Linked DNA regions of Mus musculus: region 1 is linked to region 2. A link is a contact called in public promoter capture Hi-C data. All regions are on one chromosome and are shown on one strand. The core of a region is the stretch at or near the end of the contact, and the rest is flanking DNA. Distances in the headings are between cores, read along the strand shown. Region 1 holds the start of Hccs (holocytochrome c synthetase). Region 2 holds the start of Gemin8 (gem nuclear organelle associated protein 8).

The links. Promoter capture Hi-C pulls out the DNA fragments that hold promoters and counts their contacts.
Region 1: a contact with region 2 is called in a promoter capture Hi-C map of erythroid cells, with 2.3 times the contacts expected there. The contact joins the promoter of Hccs here to the promoter of Gemin8 in region 2. A contact is called at or near these places in 1 of 39 promoter capture datasets (erythroid cells) and 1 of 484 Hi-C or Micro-C datasets (CD4 T cells).

Annotation. Positions count from the first base shown.
Region 1 is chrX:169,317,944-169,322,650 of GRCm38.p6, reverse strand. It overlaps Hccs (holocytochrome c synthetase), which reads left to right and starts at 2,279. Exons shown (of 7, transcript NM_001331049.1): 1 at 2,279-2,675; 2 at 3,061-3,213. The coding sequence starts at 3,102. Gm15246 (predicted gene 15246) reads right to left here and starts at 2,256. Exons shown (of 6, transcript NM_001361166.1): 1 at 1,954-2,256.
Region 2 is chrX:166,169,010-166,173,485 of GRCm38.p6, reverse strand. Gemin8 (gem nuclear organelle associated protein 8) reads right to left here and starts at 3,032. Exons shown (of 4, transcript NM_146238.4): 1 at 2,936-3,032.

The DNA.
Region 1 (4,707 bases), core at 1,030-3,529, 3.1 Mb before region 2:
CATGGTCATGGCTAACAGACACATAAAACCAAATATTTCTTTGTTACAAGACCTTTTCTGTACAAATCTGTAGTGAAACCTGAATGTATTTGAAATAGCTCCAAACAGAAATTTCTTCTTCAATCAAGTTTTCACTATCAGTCTCCCCCCCATCAATCTCTATCAAATAATGTTTAAAATCAAACATGATTTAGAGTATCTCTTTAGATGAAGTGTACTGTTAGTTGATCTTTAAATTATTTGAATACAGATTCCCAAAGAACAAAGCCTTCGTTCAGCACTTTTGTATTCCCAGCAGTATCTAAAATACCTGGTATGTTATATGTTCTCTGACCCGCTGTGGAACTAGTGATATTGTCTTTATACCCAAGGCATACCAATTCTCTGTTCTCTGGCCGTGATCCTGAGAGAGAGAGACCTCCTACTGCCTCCGATCTTGGAAAACCTTAGAATCTCAGGAACAAGAAAGGTATGATTCTTCTAATCAATTATATTAAAAAGTGAGAACTGTGGGAGATAACCGGAAATGGTTATGAGGATCTCTATGAGAGAAGGCAGAGTGTAAGAGAAGCAATAATTGTGGGATAGAATGGATAATTGTGACACAATAAAGAATTTTGAGGAAGGATATAGAATTTAGAAAGGGCCAAAGGGCCGGGGAAAAGAATTAAATATTTTAAAAGTGGAGACAACATGAACATGTTGAACGAGAGAAGAATTGTAGAACACATAGGAAAATTTAAAAAAAATGTATAACACAAATTTTAAAATGTTTTAACACAAATAGATAATATATATTATGCAATTACGTTGTTACCTGTGAAATCATAGACGCAGAAACATCAAAACAGAATTAACAGACTAGATTTATGTATTCCCAACCTATGGCTCACGATCTGTAAATCAGATATTTACATTATTATTCATAACAGTAACAAAATTATAGTTATGTAGTGGTAACAATAATTTTATACTTGCGAGGATCATCAGAACATGAAGATCTGTATTAAAGGGTTGGAGCTTTGAGAGGTTAGAACCACTGCCTTAGAAGAAGTTGTACCACTTGGACCGACAATGCTCCCCACAAGAACCAAAGACTAGCAAAAAACCAGACTATCACTGAAGAGGGGGCATAACACTTTAAGATCCAGAGTACCAGGAAGTCTGCTGTGGACCAACGCTCCTAGAAATGTCTTCATAAAGAAGACCTAAACAATGGTCACATTAATATGAAAGGGGGCCATTTTCATGGGGTCCCACAGAACTCAAAGCAGGAACCTGAAGCCACCAAGGAATCAAAAGCCATGGAGGCCATGGAGGTACACCACATACTGGCTTGCTTGGTCCCATGGCTCACTTTGCTTTCTTAATATAAGCTAGCCCATCGGTGGTACCGGATACAGATATGGAGAAAATGTCCCCATAGGCTTGCCCACTGGGCCGTCTGATGAAGACAGTGACTCCATTCAAGTTAACAAAAACCTAACCAATACAATAACCATCTCCTATCTGCTGGTTTACCCTACACAAGTAATATAAAAACGTACTTTGTGTAATATGAAATATACTACTTAGATGAAGGCTGTGAATTCCATGGAGTACACTCACAACGGTTGCCAGAGTCCTTGAAAGGACTAGGCGGTGGAAGTTTAAGTGCGTCTACTTAATTATAGCACTTTATTCCACAAATAAGCACAAATATCGCTTGTTCATTAAAAAATACAAGTTGAGCGGGCGGTGGTGGCGCACGCCTTTAATCCCAGCCTTCAGGAGGCAGAGGCAGAGGCAGGCGGATTTCTGAGTTCGAGGCCAGCCTGGTCTACACAGTGAGTTCCAGGACAGCCAGGGCTACACAGAGAAACCCTGTCTCGAAAAACCAAAAAAGAAAAAATACAAGTTGACCTTTCAAGAACCTAAGGAGATGACTTAGAAAAACACAGCGACGTGCCTTACCCCTCGGAAGCGACACCCCGCGGTTCCCTAACTTCTCACCCTGAGCGGCTTACCGGCCGGCCGGCGGAGTTAAAAAACACCGCCTGGCCCGTAGGGGCGGAGACGGAGAGAAGGCTCGGGCGCCTATAGGCCGCGGAGCGAGAAGGGGTGGACCGACCCGCCCTTAAACACACCGCCCCGCACGTAGGGGCGGAGACGGAGAGAAGGCTCGGGCGGCTCGAGGCCTCGGAGCGGAAGGGGGTGGGAGCGATCCGCCCGACCTGACGACCGTTCCTCTCCTCAGCGCGAGCTTGCCTCGTGCTCCCGGAAGTCCCGCCTTCGGAACAGGAAGTAACGGCGCCCGAGAACGCCGGCTGTGACCGGACGTTAGCGGTGACCCCGCGTGAGGAAAAACCGCGGGTGCAGCCGAGCGACTTCGGCTGGGCGGTTCGACGCGCTCGCGGCCGCGCCGCGCGGGACAAGTCGGAGCGGAGACTTGGGGGCAGGGCGGCGCCCGGGTTCGGCTGGAGCCGGCGGCTGCCGAGTGAGTTCGGCTGGGCAGGTTGACGCGCTCGGGGCCGCGCGGCGCGGGACAGTCGGCGAGGTGACTTGGGGACAGGACGGCGTCCGGGTCCGGCTGGAGCCGGTGCACTGTGCAGACCGCGGTGCCGGTGGGACGCGCATAGACGGGAAGGCAACACTGGTGGCTTCCTGCCCTTCGCCGCTCCTTGCCTCCCGTTTTGGTGACTTTTTTTTTTTTAACCTTCCTATTTTCCCTGAGGCGCCTGCCCTACTGGGAACACGGGTTCGAGGCTAGTTCAGTGTATTTTCCCTTGGACCCCACCATCAAGACTACACCCGTCTTCACGACGTGGTTGCATCTTACAAGTTTCCAGACTCTGGCACGGGTCCCCAAATGGTGGCATAGGCTTCAAGGTATTTTCCCAATGGAGGCACTGTTTTCAAAGTGTCCCCTCACCACCCCCCACCCCCACCCCCGAACCAGTGCCCTACCTCTTACTCTCCCAAGGGATGGTGAAAAAAAGCCAGGGCCAGCCAGGATCAGAATAACAAGGGGATATCAACTGTTTAGCCTCCACGTTTTAATCTGATTTCTTGCTTTGGCAGCTGGGTATTTTAGATTGGGAGTGACCCCTGTGATTCCAGCCATGGGTGCCTCAGCATCTTCTCCTGCTACTGCAGTAAACGCCTCGAATGCTTCAGATGGTCAGCCAGCTTCACCACCTTCAGGATGCCCGATGCATAAAGGGCAAAGGAAAGGTAACTTGCCTGTCTCGAAAATTAAAAGAAAGCTAGTGATTCTAGAGCGGTGGTTCTCAAACCTTCCTAATGCTGGACCCTTTGACCCAGTTCTGCACGTTGTGGTGACTCAACCACAACATTATTTTCCTTTCAACGTCATTACTGTAAGTTTGCTTCTGTTCTGACTCGTCATGGAAATATTGTTGGAGATAGTGCGTTGCCAGAGGGGTCAACCCACAGGCTGAGAGCCACAGTTCTAGAGTTGTAGCTTGGTAGTGAGGCTTGCAAAGCGGGACTAAGGCACTCTGGGGCTGGTCCAATTTGGCTGCTCACTAGATATTATCATAAACAATTTTTTTTATATCTCACAGTCTGTCATCTATGCAATTTTTCCTTAAATCAGCCTTGTCTTTCCAAAGTTTACCAGTGCCTACATCAGTGGCTTTCAGCTATGCATGTAAAGAGCCATCATTGAATACATATTTTGGTTCTCACAACTGAGAGGAAATGGTTCTGCTGACATAGACTGGGGTGGTATTAGATAGTGCTAAATAGACATCATACAGCCTCAGACATGGAGTCTTTGGTCCATAAATAGTAAGGGTGCCAGAGCTGAATAAACCTCGGTGTAGCTGTTTGAAATACACTACTCCCATATCTGTTAAGGTCTTCATCTAGGTCAAAATCAGCCTTCACCAAGTGAATTTATAGAGCATTATGTCAGTGCTAGGCTGGAAACAAAACAGTTCTTTAATGAGTGCATGTCTGCTGTAGACAGTTGAGACCGGGACAGTGTTGTATGCTTACTGAATGTGCATGTTGTTGGGTCCTCATGCTTCCAGTGTCACCATTCCTCTTTCTCTCCTCGAGCCAACTTTCTCCAAGAGGTCAGCACTTATCCTGTGACAAGCATTGCTGGGTTTTGTTTCTTCACTGAGAGAGAAGTAGATATAGTAGACAAAAATTCTTTGCCCAGGAGAGTTTACATTATCATGTCTATAAACCAGTGTGACTGTTTTATAGCCAAGGAAAGAAACTAAAGCTCAGAGTAATTTATGTACTTCAAGTCATGTAGCTAGTAAGTGGCAAAGTTGGTGAAAATTCTGTGACCTTGGACAAGGACAGATCCCATGGTCTCCTAGTATTTCTCCTAGAAGTTGAGACAAATCAGACAAAGCACGTGTGTCTTTGCTCTGAGCTTCTTTCCTCAAGTAGTTCTCTGCATGATTTATATTTTATCTATTTTAAAGACTTGTCATCCTGGTTTATTTGCATTAGTAAGAATGTGAGTGTTTGTAGGAGACTAAAGGGCTTCCTGGTTATATGATGTGGAAACTGTAACGCTGTTTTCTTTCTAATAGCCATCTGGGATGGATGCTCTAGGAAGATTGGTGCTTTTAATGATGCAGAGGGAGATAGAGCAGCTGTGTTCTCGCTCCTAAAGTGAACAGCTGCGTGCAGTTTTGGGAATAAGGCCTGGTAGAAGAGGCCAAAGGAGTAAATAGAAATTTG
Region 2 (4,476 bases), core at 1,783-4,282:
CTATAACACCAATTTCCTTTCTGCTTCATCTTCCTTTATACAATTTTGAAAATTAAATACATGAAAGGTCATTTGCTTTTACTTTTGCAAAGGAAGATATTCAAAAGAAATTATTATATTATTAGTCTTTGTGTCTACAGCCTGGAGGGTCAATTTTTTTTTTTCTGTTGAGGGCCCCATTGATTTGGCTTTGAGCCAGACTGACAGTCTGGGGGTGCAATGAAGACCATGAGAACACACTGCCTGCTACAAAGCAGTATGCTGAGGACTAAAACGAAGTAAATGAAGGTGCCTTGAGTAACACAAGTTCACGTGTGATAGTAAGAAATCTTCCTGAACATGCAATGCCAGCCCATTAGAGATGCCTGTCAATTGTATAAATACCAGTAGTTCACTCAATGAGAAAAATGATAAAAACAGGGACTTCTGACACTCTTGTTTCCTACCCTCCTACTCTTGCTGTCCCCATGCCACCACCCCTAGCTGGCTGTTGTACTTGGTTGAACGTATCAGGCTTGACACTCTCATGGATTTTTTTTTCCTATGGCTTTGTATGGTCCCTACTTAGTCATGTAGACATCAAAGATGGCATGAGTCCAAATGGCCTACTTCCACCAGAGAACGAGTCCAAGCTCCACTTTTAAAACAAGAACATTGGTTTATTGTGTGCATGTGTCAGGTTTGGTGACAAGTGCCTTTACCCACTGGGCTACCTTGCCAGCTCCCCAAACTCCATCTTCAGCTGGACACAGGGCCTGCTTACAAGCATATAGCAGCCGACTGTGTTTCCATCTCTAACAGCCACCTTCAGAGCTGAAGATGGAGGGAGACAAGTAAGTATTATTTAACCCCGTTCACTTTCTCAAGCCGAGGCTCCAGTTTATGCTTGCCTGGGTGTTGCATTAAGTGCTGTTCCAAGGCAGGCATGGGGCGGGGTGGGAGGAGACTGAAAGGGTATAGTTAACAATTCTTGCCACCTCCCCTGCCCAAATCACATACCACTCATGGAAAGGCACTGTTTAATTTATCAGCAAGGGTGATAAAGATTTGTGAATGGTTTACTTTGCAATCCTGCAGAATCCTTTATGTGGCTAGTGTCGATCAGAAATCAACTAGAAGCCCAAGAAAGAGCAAGATACTCTGACTCAGAAACACCACAGGTAACGGGGAGAACTGAAAAAAACCAGGACAACAGAGGATGACGACAGTGATAATCTGGTTCAAAAGAAGAAACAGATGGTGTTCGTCTCATTTCAGGCATGTGTTTCATACAGCATATCTGAGTGTGACCATAAAAAAGTCAGGGCCAAACACAGCACACACTCAATTGCTGGCACAGCAGCAAAAATCTTGAGTAATTTGGGTAGTTAAGACCACTTTTATCTTTCCAGTGAATTATTTTAAATTACTTTCTATAAACATATTTCTGATAATTCTATGCTAAATTCTTTTCTGCATACTGTACTTGCTCCGGGCACTTATTTGGAGGGATAGATGCTATACTTTATTCCTTTTAGAGGTCCCATTTTTCTTCCACCAGAGAAAATAACAGGTATAATCTCCTGCCTTTGGGGGCTACTGGAATTGTTGAGATTGTCTGTTATATCCTGATAATATTCTCTCCTACCCGTGCTCCCCCAAATTATTAAGGGGCAGTAACTAAAAACAACAATCAGTAAGAAGTTCCAAATGTCTAAATATATTAATATATTTCCAGTTCATCTGGCCTTAAATGTTACAGTCTGCATCTGATTGTCCAAGTGCTTTATGAGTGGATTTCCCAACATAAAGAAGTAATTCTGAGAGTTCTATAGTGTGCTTGAGAACTCTTATCTAACCTCTAGCTATGTTTAATTTCCTGCCATCCTTCTTATCTTAACTTCTCCTTAAACGCTGGACTTGAAGAAACACCAATAAGCCTCTGCCATCTGTAAAACAGTTTCACGATGGAAACGCCTGCCTCTCTGCAACTTGGGTTGATTTTTCCCCCCAGCCCAGCAGTCAACAGAAGGGATCATACACTTTACTGTGAACTTGCACGTGTTAGATTTACCCAAAGCATATACACATGGTTTCTCTTTCCACTGCCATCCCAAAGACACTGTTATCTTGACGAATCATGCTAGCATAAATTGTACTTTCAAACAGTATCACAATCTCACAATTCATAGAGGCTTTGTGTCTGTAACTTTTAGTCTTAAGATTTTGAGTAATGTTCTGGCTTTTAGTTAAAAAACAACAACAAAACAAAAACCAACAAACAACCCCCCCCAAGCAAATAAAAACCCCAACAACAGTGGAGTCCAGAGCCTAATTTGTGCAACGAGTTTGTAACAATCATTTCAGAAAAAAAAAGGGAAAATGGTTCAGAACTCTGGCTACCCACAGCAACTGTCAAATGTTCTTAAGATAACATCAACTAAGAATTCTGACCTACAGAACTCAAAAGTTGCAAGGGGGGCGGGGGAGAAACTCAGGTTTTTGTTGTTTTGTTTTTGTAAATGAGCCAGTAGCTTAGACATCTCTGCAGAAACGTGTCCTGACAGACTTCCTGCAACATTGTGATCCACAGCACGTTTGAATTACACTGTGAGTTAAAACAAAACAAAACAAACAAAAACCCCAAACCTTCCCATGCTTGAGCCTCACTTCTCAAGATCTGAACTGGAATAGTCTGAGGTGGGGGCCTGGGAACAGAATTCTCAGCAGGCACCCAAGGATTAGGAAGCACATAGGGCTTGAGAGCATAAATTAGAACTAGTTTTAACAGTCTGTCAGGGGTTGGGACTCTCACGGGTCTAGGCAACCTCCTCGTGCTGCCGGGTGATGGTAATTAAAGCCACAGCATGAGCGCCAAGCCAGTACTCCAAGCTTCAGGAGTCCGCCACGCTATTCCCTTACTCCCCAAAAGCAACCCATCAGCCCCCGAAGTCACCTCGTGGGCACGCAGCTGGCAGATCTCGGGCGGTGGGCAACAACGGACCTAGCTCTGGTGGTGGGGAGGAGGAAGGGGCGGGAGAAGTGGGGGAGTGACACAAGGAGAGCGGGAGGCTCGGGTTGCCTGGGCAACAAGGAGCTCGCTTCCGGTACGGGGCTTGAAAGACGGAAGTCCCGCCTTATCCGTGACGTAACGTCGTGTCAGTGGCTACACAGAGTCAAGGGCGGCACAGGAAGCGAATTCGTTTGTTTGGGCGGTCCCGGCAGCTAGCTATTGGGCACTAGGGGATCAGAACTGAATTGCACCCTCAGCTTTCGGTTATTATTATTATTATTTCTTCTTTAGCTTTTACTTTCTTTTCACTTTCTTAACTAAAATGGAAGGTGAGAAATTGTTTTGAAAATACAGATTCACTCAGATCTGTGTCAGCTTGACATTTATGAACCTTAATTTGTACCTAGTGTTTCTGTCATTATAATCGTCAGCAGTACATGCCCTTCTAGAGTTGCACAAGAGTCCTTAGTAACCAAAGATGAACTACTAGAAGGCCAAGTGGGCTTATTTGGCAAAATGTGCCATATTTTGCAGGAATTTATTACTAGGAAAACCAGATTTGGACCAGATGCATGGTTATTCCAAAAAGTGAAAATAGGAAACAATTTAAATGCCAAAGGCTAAGATAATTAGGCAATGTCAGTAGTGGGACATTATTACCTTATCATTCCTGTAATATTGGTGAATCAAAGTAGTATAAAAGAATATTTAGCAAACATATACCAGATGTCTACTATATGCTAAGTATCTGCAGTGTCTTGTAGCTTCAAGGCACACGTGATTTTGAGGTACTTAAATGTGAGAATTTTCGATGTGCTTAACTAAATTCCACAGTACATTTTAAAGAGTTAATATTGAAAAAAAAATACGTGAACTGTCTAGTTGTTGTTGACACTGTCTCACTTTCAGCTGGGTCGAAGGTCATCATCTTGCCCTGGCTGGTTTGAATTCCCAGAGATCCACCGGTCTCTTGACTGTTGGGATTACAGGCACGCGTATCAACAAGCCTGCCTTAACTAACTCACATTTTAAGCAATCTTAACCTGGCAGTGGTGTAGCTTCATTGATAGAATGTTTGTCCAGCATGAATGATGCGCTGGATCATTCCTTTATAACATCTCACATCTGGGCATATTGGCGCATCTGTAATCCTAGAATTCTGGGCATGGAAGCAAGGTTGTTGTGGCTACACAGTGAATCTGAGGTCAACCTGGGATGCATGAAGCTGTTTGAGGAAAAAAAAAATCCTTGCCTTAGGGAAGGAGAATTTACCTTAAATGAAGAGTAAAATGAATTCCATGTACATATTTTAATATTTATGTACATATTTTAATAATATGTACATATTTATTAATCTGTTCAATAGAACATGAAATTATATATGTGGCATAAATTATAATTCTAAAGGAGAGTAATATTTTACTTAGTGAATATACACTGGTAAACACAGTTTTTTTACTTCACAAAATTGACAATTGGTTGGG